2 separate regions of the Mus musculus genome follow, and region 2 is linked to region 1. Evidence: chromatin contacts called from public Hi-C data. All regions are on one chromosome and are shown on one strand. Each heading gives the region's core, a stretch centred on a gene start, on an enhancer-like site or on the middle of the called end of the contact. The rest is flanking DNA. Distances are from core to core; before and after follow the strand shown. Region 1 overlaps Prex1 (phosphatidylinositol-3,4,5-trisphosphate-dependent Rac exchange factor 1). Region 2 has its middle 8.5 kb from the start of Gm31117.

Region 1 (6,277 bases), core at 1,341-3,840:
AGCGACCCCAAATCCCTGGTGTGAGCAAGGGCAAGGAAGGAGTTACCTGTGCAGGCAGGAGCAGGCCAGGGAGGAAGGGATGCTGAGTACTGGCTGAAAGGGAAGTCAGAGGCCATCACAGGACCTACCCAACACCTTGTCTCAAAACAAGGCAGAGGGGGAGAGGGGGGACAGGGAGCTAGGGAGGGATGAATCAGACCGGTTAGTAAGTTCTGGACTGTTACAATAAGGCTGCCATGTTCTTCCATAGTCCAGTGCCCCCCACCCCCATCCCTCACGAAAAACACCCTTCATCCAAGAATAAAAGAAACACCAGGAGCTCAGGCACTCTTTGGAGCAAACGCTCTGGCTGACTCAGACCTTCCTCCAGAGTGACAAACTCCATCCTCAGTGAGCTGTCTGGGGCAGGCATGTGACTGGAAAGACAATGCTTGGCATCCACCACAGAGCCCAACTCACAGGCACCAGCTCGGGCTCTGCAAGCGCCCTGGATGGCACTGTGAAAACTGCTCACACTTTATCCAACACAAGCCATACCTACCCTGGTGGCTCTCAAATTGCAGAACTTATCAGCTTGTTCCTATGTTAATCAGGGTGCCGGGGACCTGCTGTAAAAACACTTTAGGAGCCAGTGGCTCTGCACAGACTACAAGTGGCGGCTGAGGATCGAGTTTCTGCAAGGTGCTGCCAATAAAATCGCAGTGGTCCACTTTCCCAGCAGGTCTGTGGAAGACATCAGCGAACAGGCTGCCCATGAATGTGGTGACAAAAAAAAAAAAAAAAACGCTATGTCGCTGCCAGCGCTCCTTCCAGCTGACAGAATTTCAAGAGCTTTCGGTGAATCAAAGTCACATTTGCTGGGAAAGCTGGCTGAGCCTGGCTACCTTGAAGATACCTCAGCAGGAAGGAGGCGACGTCGCTAGCCACTGCCCCTGCCTTTTGCAAACCCGTGTCCTCCACAAATGAACACAGAATCCAGGCATGTGCTTGACACGGGTGGAAAGAACCCAGGGGAGGCGGTGGCACGGGACTGAAGAGGGGGTAGCGACGATGTACCCAGCTGAGAATGCCTCCATCCCATGAGTCTGGCTTCCCAAACTCCTATAGGCCACTTCCAAAAGAAGTTGTGAGGGATGAACAGATGGCTCAGCGGTTAAGAGCATTTGCTGCTCTTGACGAGAAAAAAATAAAGACAAAAAATAAAAGCCCTTGAAGAGGTGACCATCAGAGCCCTCACTAGGGGCCAGTGAGATGGCCCAGAGGGGAAAGACGCTTGCTGCCAAACCCACAACCTGAGTTTGATCCCTGAACCCAGTGGTAGAAGCTATTCTCTGACTTCCCCCCACACAAGCCAACAATGTGCGGCATACAAACACACACACACCCCTGGATGGATAGGTGGATGGATGGATGGATGGATGGACAGACACATGTGATAAAAAGAAGAGGCCTTCATGAAATAACTCTTATCAAGGCCCTGTGAAGGGCAACTCCACATTAGGGTGCCTCCAGCACTCCTGCAGTGTTATCAGAGAAATCATGCATTCCCCAAGAGACACTAATCAGCATTAAATCTCCTAACCACCACTGATGACAGCCAGAGAACCAGCTGCTCTCAGGCCCTCAGCTCTCTTCCTCAAGGTGAAGGCCTCACTGGGCCCCCTCCCACCCAGACCTCAAGCCCCCCCACCTCCCTAGAAGCCCCTCCCTGAGGACAAAGCCCTGGCTTCCCTCAGGCCGTGGGATTCCACCAGAAAAATCTGACTGGATGGACAGAGCCGTGAAGCATGTCTCTTTGCTACCTGGCCCCTCTGTCACCTGTCCCCAGCAACCTTGGCTGAGTGGGGTTGGCTCTCAGCTCCCTGCCTGCAGCCGCTACGATGCTGGCAAAGCCGTTCGGTGTACACTTAGATATTAATGACATATAAATCCATCTCAGCGGAGTTCATACTTCTAAAAAGTGATGACTGCTTTGCCTGTCAATCAACCACTCACCCAGGGTCTCCTGAAACTAGCCAGCTGAAGACAGAAGGCAGGGACATGCTAGCCCTGTCCCTATCTCTGGGTCAGAGTGACGATACCAGGCAAAACTCCACTAGACTCATTCATAAAAACTGCACTGCTGTCTACTCTGCCCAAGAACCTGGCTTTGAGGTGCCCCATTTGGTGGTGCAAGGCTTGGCTCCAGGCATCAAGCTCACCACCAACACCCAGTCCTTCGGAGAGCACAAGCCAGGTCGTTTGGCTCAGACTTCTGAGCCTCCCTCCCTCCAGCCAAGAAGCACTCATTCCCTTGGCTGGCTGTCTTCCCTCAGCTTTTATTGCTGATCTTCAAGTTCACCAACCAACTCCTTCTCACTGGACAATGACCCTCGTGCGTGCAGGCACACAACCTCAGGTGTGAGTCCTCACTCTCCACTCTATTTGAGGCAGGCCTCTTGGCTGTTTTGCTGTTGCTGATGCCAGGTTTGCTGCCCCGTCCCCCAGCTTCCAGAGCTTCTCCTGCCTCTACCTCTCATCCCCCAGTAAGAGTGCTGGGTTCGCAGACACTCCTTCATCTGGCTGGCGTTGGGTCCTTGGGCTTTGAACCGAAGGTCCTCATGTTTGCACAGTAAATGCTTTGACTCGTGTGCCATCTCCCTGGCCCATCGTCTGACGTTTTAGATCTAGTACATCAGCAAAAAAGGCCAGAGTCCAGGGTTAGAATAGGAAAGATGAAGCTTTCTGAGGATAGACAGAGCTGTGGAGAGAGAGAGAGAGAGAGAGAGAGAGAGAGAGAGAGAAAGAGAGAGAGAGGGAGGGGGAGAGGGAGGGGGAGAGAGAGAGAGATCAGAGAGGACAGGTGCTGGAGCAGTTGGGACTAAGGGGCCCTGGGGACAGGGCTGCTCCAAACGGAGAAAGGGGAGGGACCAGGTGAGACCCAGGAACAGAGGCTTGAAAGAAATTCCCCGTGGGAGGGGTGTGGGGCCACACTAGAGGTGGCAGGGTCAGAGACCCTTTGCAAGGACCAATGAGCAATGACCACCCAAAACTATACTCTAAGTGCCCTGGAAGTAGAGTCCTCCTGCAAAGCCCTCAGTACCTGGGGCCCAAGGTGTGACAAATGATGAAGGTCTGGCAGAGAGGTGGTGCAAGGGAGGGAGGAAAGGAGGGAGGAAGGGAGGGAGGGAGGGAAGGAGGGAGGGAGGGAGGGAGGAGGAGGTGTGAAAGAGGGAGGGAGGGAGGGAGGTGTGAAGGAGGGAGGGAGGGAGGTGTGAAAGAGGGAGGGATGGAGGGAGGGAGGGAGGGAGGTGTGAAGGAGGGATGGAGGGAGGTGTGAAGGAGGGAGGGAGGGAGGTGTGAAGGAGGGATGGAGGGAGGTGTGAAGGAGGGAGGGAGGTGTGAAGGAGGGAGAAGAGGAAGATGGGGCAGGGAATTTGACAGGTGAGGGGTAGAAAAGCAGCTCACTGACCCTGAGCCTTCCTAACCCCTCTCCCACACAGACTCATTAAACCTCAGTGGTGAACTGAGTCCTGGATGCAGTTGGCCTCTGAGGCCTCACTGGGGTCCAGAAATGCTCAGGAAACGCTGCACAGCACTGGCAGGAGGCCGTTCCCATGGCCTCCTTCCTCACCATGGTGATGGACGGCAGTGGCACCATCTGAGCGTCTGAGCACATTCCTCCTTCCTGCTCACCCTGGAGACAGACCCCCATGTCCCTACCTTCCCTACCGACTCCTAAGCCCCGCCCCCTGCTATTCAGAACCCTGTGAACATCATCCGTCTGCCAATCCAGTGACAGCCAGTTCTGTGTGTCCAGGGATCTGGGTCTACACTTGGCAATGGTTTTTATTTCACACGTGTTTGAAGGACCAGTGAGGTGGCTCAGCAGGTAAAGGCACTGACTGCCAGGCCTGACAGCCTGAGTTCAATCCCACAGAAGGGAAGGAGAGAGAGAACTCAGGGTTGATGGAGAAAACCCTGGCTCCATCCAACACATGAAAGCAAAACAGTTTGACACCGAGTTCACCCTCTGGCCTCCACGTGCATGCACATACATGTGTATGTGCACACTCATGTTTGTGCACGCGCGCGCACACACACACACACACACACACACACACACGCGCGCGCGCATCAAAAAAGCCTGAAAATAAAACAGGAGACGCAAAGTGGGTCCAAAGAATGTCCTAAAAAAGCAAGGGTGCCTGAGGGCAGCTGGCAGCCATCACTGCCATCCACAGGCCTTGCCCCTTCTAGCCACATCCTCTTCCTGCTGCTCCAGATTACAAATTTATACAAGAGAACAAACTGCAGGCTGGGGAGGGGGCGGGGGAGCGGGGAGGCAGAGGCAAGCTCTCCTTTAACCCCAGCATTTGGGAGGCAGAGGCAGGTGGGTCTATGAGTTTGAGGCCAGCCTGGTCTACAGAGCAAATGCCGGGCCACCAAGAGCTACACAGAGAAACGCTGTCTCAAAAAACAGAGACAGACAGAGAAAGACTAACCTTGAAAGGGGATGGGGCTGAGGGATTTGCCTCAGTGAAAAGGGTGCTTGCCCAAAAGCAAGCAGATACAGCAGAAATGTCGGCTGTTCAAGGTCCACACATATGGCAAGCCTGAAGCCAGCCTGGGCTAGAGACTCTACCTCACAGGAAAACAAATTGTAAAATCTGTAATTATAAGGAATCTTACAGGCAGGTCTGGAATCTGGGGGAAGATCTGAAGAGGCCCCTGGAGAGAGCTACTTGCAAAATGTTTTAGAAATGAGAAAGGCCCGGCAAGGCTATCATCACCTAATGGTACACGGCTACACTGCTACAGTCCGATTTTGAAGAATGATCAAAACACATCTTTTTCCCCAAACATCACAGATGACAAGTGGCCACCAGATGCTGGGGACAGGAAATACGGTTGTGGTTTATTTTCTTTGTTTTCAAAAATTAGTGATGCCATTTAAAAAAAAAAAATCCAGGCCAAATAAAAAAAGTAGAAACGGTGGGTTTTCTTTTTTGAGGGTAGGGAGGGAGGGATGCCCCCTCTCAGACCTCCACAGACTTGATGGCAGACACACCTGAAGCCAGCAGCACCAGAGGAGAAGAACCCAAACAGAACTTTTGATCAACCTCCTGCATCTGAGTCGTCGTGGGAAAGTCTCTGGGAGCCAAGAACCTAACACCGGAGCCCAAAGAGCTTGCTTCAGGGCACAGGGCACGTGTCAGGCTGTGACGCAAGTCCACCCACAGAAACATCATGAAAGCCACCGTCAAGCGTCCTCTGGAATCTCAGCTGCAACCCCAGGGACTGAACCCAAAGAACTCCTAGGTCCCAGAAGCCCCAGCCTGGCTATGACAGAGGCCACCCTACCTTTCATCACCCACTTCTCTCCTTCCTCCAGGTGAGGCACCTAATACTGCCCCCCGGAACCACCGAGCACCCCCAGATCAACTGCACCCGTGGCTCACGTTCTGGCTTCAGGGATACCAAGTCCCCTCTGTTTTAGCCTGTCTGGTCTGGACGGTCATCAGTCCCTTACACAGAAAGCCACCAGCCAAGGACTAAATGGGGTCTTTAGGGAGTGAGGTCCAGCTGTGCCCACCCATTCAGCATGGGTAAGGGTCCACACCTACAAATCTCATGGAACTGCTCCTTCACCCACTCCACTCTGGGACAATAAGCTCCAGGCCCACTCTGCTCCACTCAGCAGGGCTGCGTGAATGATGCTGTGACTCGTGGTAGTGGTAGTGGTGGTGGTGGTGGTGATGGTGGTGACGATGACGGTGATGTTGGTGATGCTGCTGCTGCTGCCGATGCTAATGTTGTGGACGGTGATACTGACACTGATGCTGATGATGGTGGTGCTGATGTTGATGATGACAATGACGATTCTGCCTATGTTCACAGGGCCATCGAGAGCTTCCAGGCCATGAAGAAACAATAAAGTGGCCTGCCCAGGATCACACAACCTCTCCTGGCTAGTCTACCAGTCAGCCCTCCCCAGTCACCCACAATGCTGGTATCTACACCTTCCCTATTCAGCCTGCTTCGACCTCAATAACCCCAACTCTTGCTCACCAACCACTTCTCCGCTATCTAGCTGTTGCCAGAATAAGGTCTAAACTTGGGCTGCACAGGTCCTAAAACATGCTCAGTCACCTGTTCTTAGAAGGTACAAGTGACAGTGAAAAGATGAGAAAGAGCTGATTCAGTTTGGGCTTAAAGGACAAGAGGCCTACAGAATGCAGCCATGCTGGAAGAGGGGTGGCCCTGCCTGTCACTGACCCATCTTTGTCCTGACTTA
Region 2 (5,780 bases), core at 2,734-5,233, 110 kb after region 1:
GATGGCTGAGAGCACACGAGATGCCTCAGCCTCGAAGGTTGCGAAATCCAAACTGCGGAAGTTTCTGTTAGCACGCGCCAGTGACAAGCAGGAAACAAAATCATAGGCTCCAGCAAGCTGACACCATCGTTTGGAGGGAAATTTTCAGTTTTATGAAATTAAAATTATACTTCCATTCAGTTGTAATATTCCCTCCCCCACCTCACCTTCCCTTCCTTGCCTCCTTTAAAAAAAAAAAAACTTTGGGGGTCTACTTTTTTCATATGGGTGTTTTGCCTGCACATATATATCTTTGTGTATCTGATACTTGTGAAGGTAGGAAGAAGGTGTCTGATCTCTTGGGACTGAAGTTACATTTTCAAGCCACCATTTGTTGGGGACTGAACCCAGGTCTTCTGGAAGAGCAGCCAGTGCTCTTAGCTACTGAGACACCTCTCCAGCCCTGCCTCTTTTTTTTTTTTTTTTTTTTTTTTTTTTGATTTTTCAAGACAGGGTTTCTCTGTATAGCTCTGGCTATCCTGGAATTCACTTTGTAGACCAGGCTGGCCTCGACCTCAGAAATCCGCCTGCCTCTGCTTCCTGAGTGCTGGGATCAAAGGCGTGCGCCACCACGCCCGGCTCAGCCCTGCCTCTTTTTAAAGACAGTATCTCAGCCAAGCGTGGTAGCACACATTTTTAGTCCCAGCATTCGGGAGGCAGAGGCAGGCAGATCTCTAAAAGATCTGGTCTACATATGGAGTTCTAAGCCTGCCAAGGCTATGTAGTCAGACCCTGTCTCAAAACAAAAACAAATACAAAAACAAAACCCACCAAACAAGCAAACAAGCAGTGTCTCGTGTATCTCAGGTTGATCTCTGACTTGCAATGTAGCCAAGACTGTATTCAAATACCTGGCCCTCTTTTGGGTTATTTCACCTCCTGTCATCCAGGGAAACATACCGACTTGTGCCCTGCTTTTAGTGACTTTGTGATGGCCATAAACCAAAGACACTCTAGACACTCCCAAGGAACGAACTGATGGATAAGCTACAGTATAGCAAGTCATAAAGTACAAACAGCCAGAATGCTTTTGTGGGTTTTTTTTATGGTAAATCTGCACTAGGAATTTGGACCAGAGAGGGGAAAGGCCAATTGTAATGAAGGCCACTGTGCTGCCATAAACAGTTTACCATTAAAGCTGGCTGACCAACAGCTCCAGGGTCCCTCTGCGTGAACTCTTTGAGACTCACTCTGGGTGGCACCGTGCCCCAGGCTGGGGGAGGAATGACTTTGAGACGCTTAGCTCCGATTCTACTACCAACTCTGTTCTGCACAGACTGGGTAGCCATCCTGGAACTGCCACCCTCACATCCCCTGGGAGGGAAGCAAGCACAGCCACCCCTGAGGACCTGAGCAGAACAGGCCTGCCAGGTAAGATTTTGTTCCCTTCCTACAGTCTATGAAGGCAGCATGCTGTTCCCATTGCTCTGGAGCTGAGCTAGAAATCTCTCAAGCTTCCCTGCCCTCCAGGAGAAGGTAAGCATCTTTCTCATGGATGCCAGGTCCTGCACTGCCAGACAGCAAGGCCTCTCCCTCTTCGGTACCCACAAGCTGCCCCTCAGAGGCAAGTCATCCCTTAATGCAGAGACGGGCAGCTCCTCTAACCTCCCTCAACTGCAATCACAGCCTCTTTCAGCAGGAATCCCTTTCTCCTAAACAGTCCCAGAGTCTCAACCTGAGCTGGTCTAGGATGCGAGTCTTGTTATTGTCCTACGATCAGTAAAGGACATGGGGCCGGCCATTTTTTCTGTATCTTCTGGATGTATTTCAGAGATGGGAAGGTTTCTGGAAGGTGGGATAGCCTGCAGTCTCCTGCAGTGTCACACAGCCCTGGGTTTGAGTTCTAACTTCAGCACCCCTCTGCTGTGTGGCTGTGGGAATTCACTCTCCCTCTCTGAGCCTTGACCTGTCTCCACCTCTGCAGACCCTTGCAGGGGCGTTGCAGCGATGGTGGGATGCTGTGGAATTGCACTCAGCTCCCTGCTGAGGGCCTGGCGTGAGGAGGGATCCTCCGAGCCGGCCATCCTAGAAACAGAAAGAAAGCCTTCCCAGAAGAAATCAGTGGGAATTGAAAGGGACTTGAAGAGAAGAGGAAGGAACAAGTGTGGTCAGTGACAGCTGTGACCGGGGAGAGGGACTCTCTCCAGGGAGGGGGACTGCCTACTGAGGACCATGGTGCCCATGAACAGTGGCGGGGACCGGCCTTAGGAAGAACGTGGTCTGTGACAGCGCATCCTGGGTACCTCACTCCTCTTTAAGTTCTTTGACTTTGGGGCAGGTATGCAAAGCACTCCCCACAGCTGTGTCACTATGGTCACTTTAGAAGCCAGACCGGTCCCTTTCTGGGGCTGTCTGGGGCTGTCCTGGATTGGAGCATCTGGCCACTACATCCATGGTTTCTGTAGACATCAGCAGCACCCTGCCCCCATCCGTAACAACCAAAAGCAGCTCTGGAGGGTGGTTCTTATCCTGCTAAGAACTTGAGCCCAAGGCTTGGAGAGAGATAGGTCAGCAGTTAAGAGCACTGGCTGCTCTTCCAGAGGTCCTGAGTTCAAGTCTCAGCAACTGCATGGTGGCTCTTGTACAACCATCTGTCATGGGATCTGACAGTGTACTCATATTAAAAAACAAAAACAAAATTTAGGCTCTAAATCTAATTAAGCCTCACAGTCAACGTGGGACCATAATGATAGCAATGCTGCTACAGCGCTGCTATGAATGGCAGCCATGAGGACTGGCCGCCTCCTTTGTGGCACATTTACTGAGCATTCACTGTGTGCTAATGGCTGTCGATGCAGTATGCATCAGCTGGTCCAACCCTACAGCCCATCTCGTGTGGGTAATGCCAGCGCCAACACCGACGAATTTAACGTCCTGAGGAGACTCTCTCCAGATTTGATCAGTAGCTCCCCGGGACTTACAGGAGACTGAGAGGAGACAGCTTTGGTGGAAGACCCCCCCCCCCAGTTTTGAGGGTTCTTAGTCAGTAGTAGAAGGAAGTGAGAGAAAGGGGGGATGTGGGTGTTTACCTCTTCTCACCCTGTTAAAAACCTGAGCTCAGGGCTGGAGAGATGACTCAGAGGTTAAGAGCTCTGCTGCTCTCCCAGAGGTCCTGAGTTCAATTCCCAACCCCCACGCCCCCGTGGTGGCTCACAACCATCTATAAGTGAAATCCTATAAGATCCAGTTCCAGCTGGGCGTGGTGGCCCACGCCTTTAATCCCAGCACTCGGGAGGCAGAGGCAGGTGGATTTCTGAGTTCGAGGCCAGCCTGGTCTACAGAGTGAGTTCCAGGACAGCCAGGGCTATACAGAGAAACCCTGTCTTGAAAAACAAACAAACAAAAAAAAAACCCCACAACAACAAGAACAAAAAAAGATCCAGTTCCCTCTTCTGGTGTGCAGATGAACGATGTACATGCAGACAAAACACCCACATACATACATACATACATACATAACTACATACAATCTTTTTTTTAAAGTGGGGGAATAGCTCAGCAGTTAAGAGCCCTGGCTATTCTTCTAGAGGACCCAGGTTCAATTCCCAGCAGCCATATGGCCACATGGCAGCTCACAACCCTCTGTAGCTCCAGTTCCAGGGGATCTGGCACCCTCACACACACATACGTGTGTAGTGAGAATTTGGTTTCTTTTTCTATTTTTTGGTTTTTTGAGACAGGGTTTCTCTGTGTAGCCCTAGCTGTCCTGGAATTCACTCTGTAGACCAGGCTGGCCTCGAACTCAGAAATCTGCCTGCCTCTGCCTCCCGAGTGCTGGGATTAAAGGCGTGTGCCACCACGCCCGGCAGAATTTTGGTTTCTTCAACAGAACAAAACAGAAATATGAATGTACTTTCATCTAAATCCCAGGTGTGGCGCTGCGGGGCTGCTTTGGACTGCCCACAGCCTCGTGCAGGGATGTGATTCTGCCAGCTGCTGATAGTTTCTGTGATTGTGTGACATTTGGGATTCTAGGGACTTTTCAGAGAGTATAAAAGTGCTCGAGCCTGGAGAGGCATAGCTGGTTTTTAGTTATTGTTGGTTGTTGCTGGTTGTTGTTGGTCATGGTTTGTTAAGTAGTCACGCGCAAAGAAGAAATTGGATATCCTGCTAGCAGAGATCAAAGTTACCCCAAGGAACTCAACACCCCTACTCAGCAGGAAGTAGTCTAATGACAATGTCACCCTTTTCTGATCCCTGACTCTATTCAGGGATCTTTCTTTTCCTCTCTATCCATTTTTCTCCCTTATCCAGTGTTAGGGGATTGAAAGAGTAGAAGAAAGAAAAACCTACAAAGTAGCCAAAGACAGCTGCATACATGCAGGCAAAACAAAACAAAACAAAACCAATGCATATAAAAATAAATACACCTTTAAAATGTTGCCTCTTCATGCACACATGTGTGTGCACTGCATGCATATGTGTCACGTATACATGTGTATATGTGTATGGGCATTATGCATCTGTGCATGTCCAGATATGAGCATATGTGTGTGTGTATAAGATCTTCAGTAGCTGATGTGTCACAGCTCTGACAGGACATTCATCCATGAATCCCCTCCCTTAGGCTCCTTAAAGTTCCAGTTTGCATCACAGGGCCCCAGGTTAGCTCTGCTTTGCAGCTTCTCTTGGTCCCATATCTCACCTCATCCTGTCCCCACCCCACCCCCGCCTCCCCACCTCAACCCAACCCCACCCCCGCCCCCTTCCTCCTCCACCCCCCCCCCCACCCACAGGGCAGCAGTTTCCTCCCACCACCTGGTTGTTGGCTGTTAATTGCCTCACTTCTGCCACCCATGGGGCATTCCCTGAATTACACTCTGTGGGGTTCTGTTTCTCTGATTGGATACCTGATCATTAACTAGAGTTTAGCTTCCTAGGACAAGGTGACCAATCAGAATAATGAACTCTTGGCAACATGTAGAACAGAGCAGCTAGCCATGGAAATGCATGTTTGACTGCCAGGGCTTCTGACTGCAAGTGACAGAAAAATAACACAATGCTGTAAGAAGCAAAAAAGAACTAGTGGGTGTTTTGTTGTTGCTGCTGTTGTTGTTTTTTAAAGTTAAAGGAAGGGCTGGGGTTAAAGTTCAAGGATGGGCCCCAGATCTTCTGTCAGGATATTTGCCTGCAGCTCTTTGCTCTGTGTGGACTTTATATTCTCTGTCTCTCTGTCTCTCTCTGTGTATGTTTATGTATGTGTGTGTGTATGTGTGTGTATGTATGTGTGTGTATGTGTGTGTATGTGTGTATGTATGTGTGTGTATGTGTGTACGTGTGTACATGTATGTGTGTATGTGGTCATGCACATACTCATGCATTACATGTATATGACACAGGTCATCCATAGGTGTGTTGTATCCTTTGTCACTCTCTGCCTTATTTTTTGGGAACATGGAGCGCATCGGTTGGCTAGCCTGGCTGGTCAGTGAGCCTCGAAATCCTCCTCATCTGGCTTCCAAGTGCTGAGACTGCAAGTAGGCAGCACGATGTCAGCTTTTTATGTGCACCCCAGGGATGCAAACTCAGGCCCTCCTGTCTTCACCTCGAGCTCTTTCCTTGCCAGCCGTCCCTCAGCCACTTCTCTCCCTGGCAACAGAGATGATGCCGGCAGCAGCAACTGTCTCAGTACAAAGACCTCCTCCATCCGTCCGTCCATCTGTCCCAATCCGAGGAACTCTCAGGCTGGGTGCCTGAGGGTCAGCTTGTGGGCCTGGTCCTGAGTCAAGTGCTGTGTCCTG

What was found. A called contact is a pair of places that touch in the nucleus more often than the background predicts.
Region 2: a Hi-C map of the G1E-ER4 cell line shows a contact between it and region 1, with 6 times the contacts expected there. The contact joins two enhancer-like sites. A contact is called at or near these places in 11 of 39 promoter capture datasets (the 3T3-L1 cell line, 3T3-L1-derived adipocytes, the C10 cell line and 7 more), 3 of 15 datasets of contacts at CTCF or cohesin (embryonic stem cells, large pre-B cells and stem cell-derived epiblast-like cells), 29 of 484 Hi-C or Micro-C datasets (the 63-12 cell line, CD4 T cells, CD8 T cells and 14 more), 19 of 115 datasets of contacts at active chromatin or transcription factors (CD8 T cells, the HPC-7 cell line, T-cell acute lymphoblastic leukemia and 11 more) and 1 of 9 other capture datasets (embryonic stem cells).

What each region holds. Positions count from the first base shown.
Region 1 is chr2:166,667,556-166,673,832 of GRCm38.p6, forward strand. All of the region lies in intron 1 of Prex1 (phosphatidylinositol-3,4,5-trisphosphate-dependent Rac exchange factor 1), which reads right to left. Among named protein-coding and RNA genes, the nearest start is that of Gm50596, 32 kb to the right of the region's middle. Within about 2 kb of position 2,591, at least 48 of the 459 cell types and tissues checked have an H3K27ac peak or open chromatin away from gene starts, as enhancers often do. A contact at or near this core is called in CD8 T cells, the G1E-ER4 cell line and T-cell acute lymphoblastic leukemia, where this site is marked.
Region 2 is chr2:166,771,633-166,777,412 of GRCm38.p6, forward strand. No RefSeq gene overlaps it. Among named protein-coding and RNA genes, the nearest start is that of Gm31117, 8.5 kb to the left of the region's middle. Within about 2 kb of position 3,984, at least 21 of the 459 cell types and tissues checked have an H3K27ac peak or open chromatin away from gene starts, as enhancers often do. A contact at or near this core is called in CD8 T cells, the G1E-ER4 cell line and T-cell acute lymphoblastic leukemia, where this site is marked.